2 separate regions of the Macaca mulatta genome follow, and region 2 is linked to region 1. The links are chromatin contacts, called in public Hi-C maps. All regions are on one chromosome and are shown on one strand. The core of a region is the stretch at or near the end of the contact, and the rest is flanking DNA. Distances in the headings are between cores, read along the strand shown. Region 1 holds the start of THUMPD3 (THUMP domain containing 3). Region 2 overlaps SETD5 (SET domain containing 5).

Region 1 (5,117 bases), core at 1,113-3,612:
GAAACCCCTTATCAAACCATCAGATCTTGTGAGACTTATTCACTACCACAAGAACAGTATGCGGGGAACCACCCCTGTGATTCAATTATCTCCCACTGGGTCCCTCCCACAACACGTGGGAATTATGGGAGTATAATTCAAGATGAAATTTGGGTGGGGACACAGAGCTAAACCATACCAGGGGATATATCATTCTGCATTTTCATCAGCAATGTATAAGTGTTTCATTGCCCCACATACTCATTTGAACTTGGAACTGTTGATTTTTTGGTTTTCACTTTTAGGCATTTTGATGAGTATCCCATTGTGATTAATTTGCAATTCCCTAGTGACTACCGATGTTCAGCATCTTTTCATGTGCTTATTGGCCATTTGTCTACCTTTGGAGAAATATCTATTCAAGCCCTTTACATATTTTTTATTTTATTTTTGAGACAAGGTCTCATTCTGTCACCTGGGCTGGAGTGCAGTGGTGTGACCATAACTCATTACAGCCTCAACCTCACCAGCTCAAGCTATTCTCCTGTCTCAGCCTCCCGAGTAGCTGGGACTACAGGTGAGTGCCACCATGCCCAGCTAATTTTTGCTATTTTTTTGTAGCGACAGAGTTTTGCCATGTTGCCAGGGCTAGTCTCAAACTCCTGAGCTCAAGTGATCCACTAACCTCAGTCTCCCAAAGTGCTGGGACTACAGGCATGAGCCACCACGCCCAGCCCCTTTGCACATTTATAAATTGTGTTCTCTTTGGTTTTATTTTGTTTTTAAATTCGGTTTACTTTTTGTTGTTGGGTTGTTAAGTTTCTTTTTACAGTAAGTTAACTTTTATCAACTGAGAAAAATAAAATTCTATGCCCCCTAACTGACTGAACAGGCCCTCTCTTGGCCAAGAAGACCCTAGAAAAAACTTGGAAGCTGAGTTACTACTCATGACAGGATGGGAAGTTGGACACACCTCTTTATAACCCCTCCCTCTATAATCGCCATTAGATTTTCTTTCCTAAAGGTTAAACAGAAAGCAGTCCTTTTGAAAGACTCACTCCACCAGCTTGATGCTGACCCTCCCATTTGCAGTTTCAACAGAACAACCGACCAGCATTCCTTCCTGGTAAGAGACCAGGGAGTGGTTCTGGCCAGTCTACACGGGACGTGCAGTGAGGGTTTTCATGTCCCTGCTTCACCTTTTGAAGTCAAGGGGTAGAAAACGCCACCCTTGGATAATGCTAAGGCCACCATTTTTTAAACATGGGATCCATAGAGAGTCATGAAGTTCAACTGCACATCCCCAAGTTGCTCCTTTCATAAATATTCATGACCCCTCCTACAGTATATTTAACATGTATATTTGGCCACTGTAATTAGCATAAATCCCTGTCTTATTCTTCCAACCCTGGAAGTGTCTGTTTTTCTATTTTTGGCTTCTGGCTGGAAGCTAGGCTTCCCAGTCTGTCAAAATGGCTACCATGCAGGTTCAACCCTTTTTTTTTTTTTGAGATGATGTCTTGCTCCCAGACTGGAGTGCAGTGGCAGAATCTTGGCTCCCTGCAACCTCCGCCTCCCGGGTTCAAGCAATTCTGCTTCATCTTCCCAAGTAGCTGGGACTACAAGTGCAGACCACCACATCCAGCTAATTTTTGTATTTTTAGTAGAGACAGGGTTTCACCATGTTGGCCGAGCTGGCCTCAAACTCCTGACCTCAAGTGATCCACCCGCCTCAGCCTCCCAAAGTGCTGGGATTACAGGCGTGAGCCACTGTGCCCGGCCAGGTTCAACACTTTATGAAAAATAAAGTTCATCTGATTGGGCACAGTGGCTCATGCCTGTAATACCAGCACTTCAGGAGGGCTAGATAGAAGAATCACTTGAGCCCAGGTGTTCGAGACCAGCTTAGGCAACATAGTGAGCCCCACTATTTCTTTTTTTTTTTTAACTAAAGGAAAATATTAAGTAAACAGTGCTAAAATAGTGATGGCAATACAGAAATCAGGAACTGGTGGCATGACATTTTGGGAAAGATATTTAAGCTAGAGAGACTCAGTTTCTCCAGCTTTAAAACAGAAATCAGCCACTGCCACTTCATAGGTGCTGGAACAAAAGAGACTTGTTTCAAATGAGATGACGCATGTAAAGCGCTTACCCAGTGCTCGGCAAGGGGAAGCACTCTCTAAACGTTAGCAAATACCATGATAGGGCACTAGGCCCCTGACAGTCCGCTTTCGGCTTGCTGACGATCCTCAAAACCAAGAGCACAGAGCTTCCAGCGCATGCTCCTTTCCCGCCCCCCCGCTACCTTGTGCGGGCACCGGCCGCTAGTGCGGAGCCACCGTGACCCGCAGCCTGACTTCCGTTTCCGGGGGCGGCTTCCGGCGGCGTGGGCTGACCGCGAGAGGCCAATGGAGTGCGGGAGCTGAAAGAGTCTTCGCTGGCGGCCGGTAACTGACGGGAACGGCCGAGTGTGGCTCCTCTGGTGTTTCCGCTTGGGGAGAGAGGGGCGGCCTTCCTTTTGCAGCCGAGGCCGGCGCCGGGCTGGACTTCAGCCCGGTCTCGTGGCGGAGCCCATCTTGCTCCGTCTCCCAGGCCTTTACCTGCTTCCTAGGATTCCCAGGGCCCTGTGGGTGGGAATTGGGAGACGTGAGTTTTCTTCCATTCTGCGCCTCTCATTGGCTCTCTGACCTTGTGCGGAACGCGCCCTTTAGCTGACCTCAGCTGCCTTTTTTAGAAGATGGAGATTGTATTCACAGTGACTGTCACTTTCTTAACGGCGGGAACTGACGTTGTATTAAACGCTGTCTTGTATCGCTGGCACAGCACAAGGACAGTATAGGTGTTATGTACTCACTTATTTTGGGTCACAAACCCTTTGAAAACCTGGTGTAAGTTATGGACCCTCCACCTCTCTAATACTTCCCCCGGCCCCCGCCCCAAGCACACACAAAAGCTTATGCATAGGAAGTTTGTTTTACTATTTCAGGTTACTTCCAAGATTTCTGTCCTGATGCCCATCTGTGGATCCCAGAGTCTGGCAAGTAGTAGGCATTTGAATGTTTGTAATCATTAGATAGCAAGTGTTCCGTTAACCATTTTTATTTTTAATTTTTTCTTTTCTTTTTTGAGACAGGGCCTCACAGTGTCGCCCAGGCTGGAGTGCAGTCCTCCCACCTCAGCCTTCCAAGTAGCTGGGACTACAAGTGCCCACCACCACGCCCAGCTATTTTTTGTATTTTTGGTAGAGATGAGGTTTTGCCATATTACGCAGATTGGTCTCGACCTCAACCCATCTACTCGCCTTAGCTCCCCAAAGTGCTGGGATTACGGGCACGAGCCAGTGTGCCCAGCCCAGTTAATCATTTTAAAATGCATGAAGTGCTGTCTACTTCACAGGAGGGAAGAAGATAGCCTATTAATAAGTTTTACTTATTGGCCTGGTCGTTTACTACTCTCACTTGTCTCCTAACAACTCTAGGAAAGAGGTATTAGTTAATTCTCGCTTGTCTCCTAACAACTCTAGGAAAGAGGTATTACTAATTACTTAATTAAATTTGGAGGCTTGGGAGAATTAATTTGCCATTCAACCTATGATGGTGGAGGCAAAAATTCAAACCTGTATCTATCTGAAACTCCAAAAGCCACATATTTTTATTATTATTTATTTTATTTATTTTTTTGAGACAGAGTCTTGTTCTATCACCCAGGTCAGAGTGCAGTGGCATGATCTCGGCTCGCTGCAATCTCCACCTCCCAGGTTCAAGCAGTTGTGGTCCCTCAGCCTCCCAAGTAGCTGGGATTACAGGCTCCCACCACCACACCTGGCTAATGTTTGTATTTTTAGTAGAGACAGGGTTTTACCATGTTGGCCAGGCTGGTCTGAAACTCCTGACCTCAGGCAATCCTCCCGCCTCGGCCTCCCAGAGTGCTAGGATTACAGGTGTGAGCCACCACACCCAGCCAGGCCCTATATTCTTAACTAACCATGTTCTTAACATCTAGATGCAGAAATGTATTTGAGTGTAATCTGCAGTTTCTATTGTAGTTATGAAATGGCTTTTGTCAACATGGGTTACCCCAAAGCAAATGTTGCATGCTATGGAAATACTTCTTGCCTCTTTTTCTCCCATGTATCTGTATTGCTTGTTTAATAATAACATCACGTTTTACAACCTGCACTCTGTGCCCATGTTTATTCAACCCTTTTTACTTTGGTGACTATTTATCAGGTGTGTTGCCTTCTTCTTCCTGCCCTTCAGAGCCCATGTTTTTAATTATAACTGAAATATGAGATGACAATATTTGGGCTTTATTTCTTTCTCTTTTAAAGGACAGTACTGCTTTTAAAGAGACAGTGTTAGGGATCTTGGAAGCACAGCCAACATGTGTGACATTGAAGAAGCCACTAACCAACTCCTAGATGTGAACCTTCATGAGAACCAGAGCTCTGTACAAGTGACGGAAAGTGACCTCAGAAGTGAATCTGAGCTTCTAGTCACTATTGGAGCCACTGTACCTACTGGCTTTGAGCAAACAGCTGCAGATGAAGTGAGAGAGAAACTTGGGTCATCATGCAAAATCAGCAGAGACCGTGGCAAGATATATTTTGTCATTTCAGTGGAAAGTCTGGCACAGGTTTGAATGAAGCAATATTTAAAATAGTTTTCTAAGTTGATCGTTTTATGGTTACTTTTCATTTTACAGACCCTTCTGGAATCCTTTCTGATTTTCATTGCTCTGCCCCAAATCAGGAGATTTTAAAGTTAGTGCATTTTCTATTGAGTACTGATTTGTAATTTTGACTGTAGTTTCAGTATCCCTTAGGACCAGAAGTGTTTCAGATTTTTGGAGGAGGGCGGGGGGAGTTTTGGAATATTTGCATTATACTTGCCACTTTAGCATTTTTTTTTTTTTTTTTTTTGAGACAGAGTCTTGCTCTGTCACCAGGCTGGAGTGCAGTGGCGCGATCTCGGCTCACTGCATCCTCCACCTCCCAGGTTCAAGCGATTCTCCCGAGTAGCTGGGACTACAGGCGCCTGCCAGCACATCCAGCTAATTTTTGTATATTTAGTAGAAACGGGGTTTCACCATCCTGACCAGGCTGGTCTCGAACTCCTGACCTCATGGTCCAACCG
Region 2 (5,117 bases), core at 1,511-4,010, 63 kb after region 1:
AGTAACTCATATTTGTTTCTTCTAATGCTTCACACTTCTCTCTCTTTTTTTTTTTTCATGTTTCTCACATTTTTTCTTTCCACATTATCTGCTGTAGCAAACTTGAAATACATGCTTTTGGAGAAGAATAAAAACAGTGTTTAGCCATATTCCGGTTATTAGCAGCAGCTCCTCTTTCTTCACGTATACTCAAAGGGACCAGAAAGTTATTTAAGCTCTTAGTTGCTGCAAATGCTAGTCCATGTGTGCCTATGGGTCAGCACAACAGGTTTTTTTTGTTGTTTTTGTTGTTCTTGTGTTTTTTGGTTTTTTGGGGGTTTTTTTTTTTTGGTTTTTTTTTTTTTTTTTTTTTTTTTTTTTTTTTTTGGGTACAGATGAGAAAACTGAGACTGTGAGACATTCTGTGAATTTCCTAAGCTAGTTGGCAGCAGTGCCAGGATTCATAGAAATCTGGAGCAGGAAGACACACAATGAAGATTTTACTTTGAGGAATTTAGGGATCATCTATGTAAAGTGATTTTTCTGAGGTCACTAATTATGTTGTAGACTAGAACTCAAGTCTCCTAACTCCTATTATAGTGCCTTTTTTTCTTTTCTTTTTTTCTTTTTTTTTTAGGAGATGGGTCTCACTATGTTGCCCAGGCTGGTCTTGAACTCCTGGGTTCAAGCGATCCTCCTGCCTCAGCCTCCCAAAGTGCTAGGATTACAGATGTGAGCCACTGCACCCAGCCTCTAATAGTGCTTTTTCCTAGCATACTTTTCTTCTCCTAAGGTAAAAGGCTGTTTGTCATGGTACAGCTACAGTGATTTTACTTGAGATATTTGACTTTGAGATGAAGATGAAGATAAGTATATAATGCAGTTGCCACATTCATTCTCATAAAAGTTGGTCATGTAGATAAGCAGTCATATATTTATTGTATTTTGGACTGTTCTGTGATTTAAAAATTATGTAGAGAGTAAAAATCATCATACCAGAAAACCCAATATTCTTTCCCCATTTCCCCTTTTTACTGTTTTGTAAAGTCATTCAAAAGATAAATCAAAGAACTATAAATGTATTTAAGAAGAAATTCAGCCTATATGTAATAAAATTTTGAATAGTCAAGTTCAGAAATTGGATTTTTAAAAAATTATTAGCTACTTTAACCCTTTTGAAATAGTCCCAAAAAGTGTTTTTCTCTTCCCGAGTTAAATTTTTTCATTTATTGACCTATTAAAGTATTTTTAGTGCTTTAGAGCTATTCTGTGTATCTGTTCATTTTTGTTATTTAGTAGTATATAGAAGTAGTAGATTGGGCTGAATAGATTTATTTCAGGATATATCTTAGATATTTGTGTTTTTTCATGAATCCCAGTTTAAGGGTTATTGCTTTCAAAAGGAAGAAATTTGGTTAGTTATGACTTGGCTAGTTGAAGTTTAGAGAACTGCTTTATACAGGATATTTTATTTATTTAGTGAGAAAAAACAACTTTTTATAATTTTATAATACTGTGTGAAAAACCTGATACCAAAACTTCTGAAAAAGAAACCAGGCCTAGGAGATGAGAAGTCTAGAGAAGATTATTAAATTGAGGATTTTTAAGTTAGTTTCTAAATTAGTAAATTGTGGCTCATAAGATTAAAATAATCTGATCCTTTAGTAAGATCTGAAGTAATATTTTTGCCCTTCAAAAAAGTGATTGTTATAAGTACTATTATTGTGAGATGATACTGCTTAGTCTACCTTGTATGTCAGCATAAGCAAGATTAGATTTTCTCTTTTCTCTAATAGATGCCAATATTTAACATTGATTTTTATCTAATTTCAAAAATATCTATGAAATATATTTTCTGTCTCTGAATTAGAATATGTGTATATTTGTCTTTACTTGAAATATTATAGCTGGATGATAGATTTCAGAGCAATTTTTATGCTTAGGGAAGCCACTACCTCCCAAAAAGGTTTTCTTATGAGAATGAGGAAAATAAGTATACATTTTCATATTTATGTTATTATGTTGATATGCTTGGATAATTGTATTTATAAAAGTAAAAAATGTTCAGTATTTTATCTAAAATGTAATAATGGATATTGTACAGCCAAAGAAATTAAAAGAAAAAGGACACTTTGAGAAAATGGCTTGTTCTTATGTATCTGAATATATACTGTGTTCACTTATGTTTTGTCAGACACTGAAATTGAGGAAGAGAGATTTGGCGTTCTGTTGGTTTATGGAGTGAGTTGATCAGAGATTGCTCCTTGGCTGAGTTGCTGTCTGCATAGGCTGTTAACAATTGTTTCTCTGGCAGCAGATCTTGTTCATCAGGATTGCATCATTTCTGGGAGAATGGCCAAGGTCCACAGCCTCAGTACAAAGACTGTCTGAAGCATATGAGGCCTGTTCTCTTTCTGAAGCGGCACTCCTCTTCCTGCCAGTCCTCTTCACAGGATTACTGAAGCAGACTTGTTCTGAATTTCTTTCATTGGATTGGTTGTTTATTGGACTCTTGTCTCCCAGCTGCTTCCGCCTCACCTGTCTGATGCAATTTCTTCTTCTGAAATCTCTGTTGGAATTGTTCATAAAACACTTTTTGTTTGTCTTCTCTGTGAGTGACCAGGGAGATCATACAGGTCTTGTGCTTTCAGCAAGTCATATAGAGAAGAGACTGTCAGAATGATGATATAGAGACTGTTGGCCATTTCTGAACCCAATTAAAAAGATGGGGTCCTTAAGAAACATTTCTGGCATGTTCTATCTAACATCCTTTCCCCTAGAAACTGTATGTAAATGGCACCTCCTAAAGAGAGTACTCGGTACTACTGGAAGGTACAGGCTGTCTCTGTTTCTGAATCCGAGAACTTACCTAGTGTTCCTGAGGTTTCTGATGGATTGTTGGGGACATAGTTAATAAGAATTTGAAATTGTGATGCATTTTCCCCATACTGTACACTCACATCTATTTCTGTCTTTTCCTCCTTTCCTTTTTTCTTTCTTACTTGCTATTGCTTCTCCCTTGATGTACTTTATTTCTTCCTTCCTTTTACTGTTACTTTGATACTTTTTCTTTCTCTAATTCTGAGTATACTATTTTAAATTGTTTCTAAAAAATAGCTTATTTTCCAGTTTTTTAAAATTAGAAATCATAAAATATCAACGTAAATAAAATGCATGTGTTCTAATGCTTGGTAACTGGAATCCTATGAACAACTCTTTTCATGTTTATGATATGTTAATCTTTAAGCTGTTAATAACTCTGGCCAGTGTTAAATTTGACTTTTTGGAAAAAACACCAGAGACTTAAAGGATACTGATCATTTTCCCCCCAAAGTCCTGGATCACCTATTTTACCTTTCTTTTTGGAAGGTAGAAAATTAAGCCCCCTTTTTTAAGCATGTTTCCATTTGACCACACATAGAAATGACTCCCTTTTATCTTTTTTTTTTTTTTTTTTTTTTGTTTTGTTTTGAGACGGAGTCTCACTCTGCCGCCCAGGCTGGAGTGCAGTGGCCGGATCTCAGCTCACTGCAAGCTCCGCCTCCCGGGTTCACGCCATTCTCCTGCCTCAGCCTCCCGAGTAGTTGGGACTACAGGCGCCCGCCACCGCGCCCGGCTAGTTTTTTTGTATTTTTTAGTAGAGACGGGATTTCACCGTGTTAGCCAGGATGGTCTCGATCTCCTGACCTCGTGATCCGCCCGTCTCGGCCTCCCAAAGTGCTGGGATTACAGGCTTGAGCCACCGTGCCCGGCCATCATTATTTTTTATAGTAGGACAAGAAACTAGATGATGTGGAATGAAGGGAAAGAAAGGAGTAATAAATATGGACTTGTAATTTAATGGGTGATGATGGGCCCTTGTCTGGCTGGACAGCTATCGGACATCGGGTTAAAGATCTCTGAATTTGAGAACTGTTCAGTGGAGAAGGGAGTCACCTCTTAGGAGAGAGAAAAAGGAGTCCCTTGGAAAATGAGAGAGAATTCTAATTTGAAGGAAGGGGAAGAATTAGCCAGTGACAGAAGTATTTACCATTTATGTCAAATAATTTCCTTCCCTACCCTCTCGTTTCTGGCTTTATGGAAAAATTAAAGATTAAAGGGCAAAAAATTCAGTGCTGGATGGACGTAGGGTGGTAAACAAGATAGTATAGATGTAGGATGGTAAGCAAGATAGTATACAGAAACAAAATTGTTAATATAGCTGTAGAATTCCATTCTGTGTGTTGATCAATGTTATTTCTTTCTATACTAATTTGTGTCTCAATTTTTTCTAGGTCTTCAGAACTACTAGCAGATAATTTGGGGGGACTTCATATTCAGAAGTCTATATAAAGGTGACTGACCCAAGTAAATCCTTTTAATTTCTGTTTTATTTTTTGCATTTTAATGACTGCTGGAATCATGTTGTAGTAAATGGTGATTATAATTTACTTGGCAAATATTTCTTGAACTTCTTTATGTGTCAGTTACTGTTTTGGCCATTGGAACTACAGCAGTGGATAAAAATCCCTTTCCTCATAGAGTTTATATTCTGGTAGGAAAAAACAAATTATAATAAGAAAATACTGCATTTGGATGATCTGTTAAATGTTCCTCAGTTAACATTTTAATAGTGACATTTTACAGAGAGTTACTTAGGGAAGGAACTATTCTTAGGGTAATATTTGAGAAATTTGGGGTTATTAACAGAATTTGAATTAAGAAGCCTTATTATTAAATCATTAGTTAGAATGAGATGGTCAAGCTAACCTATTATAGTTGCTTTCATCAGAAGAATGAAGCAGTCATGTTAAACTAGACACGAGGAAAAAGGAATATTTTTTATGAAATAGAAATTTATAGTTACTGACTTAATTTTTTTTTTTTTTTTTTTTTTTTTTTTTTTGAGACGGAGTTTCATTATTGTTGCCCATGTTGAAGTGCAATGGTGCGGTCTCGACTCACTGCAACCTCTGGTTCCCCCGGGTTCAAGAGATTCTCCTGCCTCAGCCTCCCAAATAGCTGGGATTACAGGTGCCTGCCATCATGCCCGGCTAATTTTTTTGTATTTTTAGTGGAGACTGGGTTTCACTGTGTTAGCCAGGCTGGTCTTAAACTCCTCACCTCAGGTGATCCGCCCACCTCAGCCTCCCAAAGTG

The links. Hi-C and Micro-C count contacts between places; a contact is called where the count stands out from the background.
Region 2: a Hi-C map of CD4 T cells shows a contact between it and region 1, with 4 times the contacts expected there. The contact joins the enhancer-like site here to the promoter of THUMPD3 in region 1. A contact is called at or near these places in 4 of 14 Hi-C or Micro-C datasets (CD4 T cells, fetal cortex germinal zone, fetal cortical plate and 1 more).

Annotation. Positions count from the first base shown.
Region 1 is chr2:148,147,391-148,152,507 of T2T-MMU8v2.0, forward strand. THUMPD3 (THUMP domain containing 3) reads left to right here and starts at 2,363. Exons shown (of 10, transcript XM_015130340.3): 1 at 2,363-2,429; 2 at 4,313-4,617. The coding sequence starts at 4,366. It overlaps LOC106996842 (a long non-coding RNA gene), which reads right to left. Exons shown (of 6, transcript XR_013414113.1): 6 at 1,910-2,606.
Region 2 is chr2:148,210,316-148,215,432 of T2T-MMU8v2.0, forward strand. It overlaps SETD5 (SET domain containing 5), which reads left to right. Exons shown (of 23, transcript NM_001265978.1): 2 at 4,254-4,313. Among named protein-coding and RNA genes, the nearest start is that of SETD5, 27 kb to the left of the region's middle. Within about 2 kb of position 2,761, at least 24 of the 40 cell types and tissues checked have an H3K27ac peak or open chromatin away from gene starts, as enhancers often do. A contact at or near this core is called in CD4 T cells, fetal cortex germinal zone and fetal cortical plate, where this site is marked.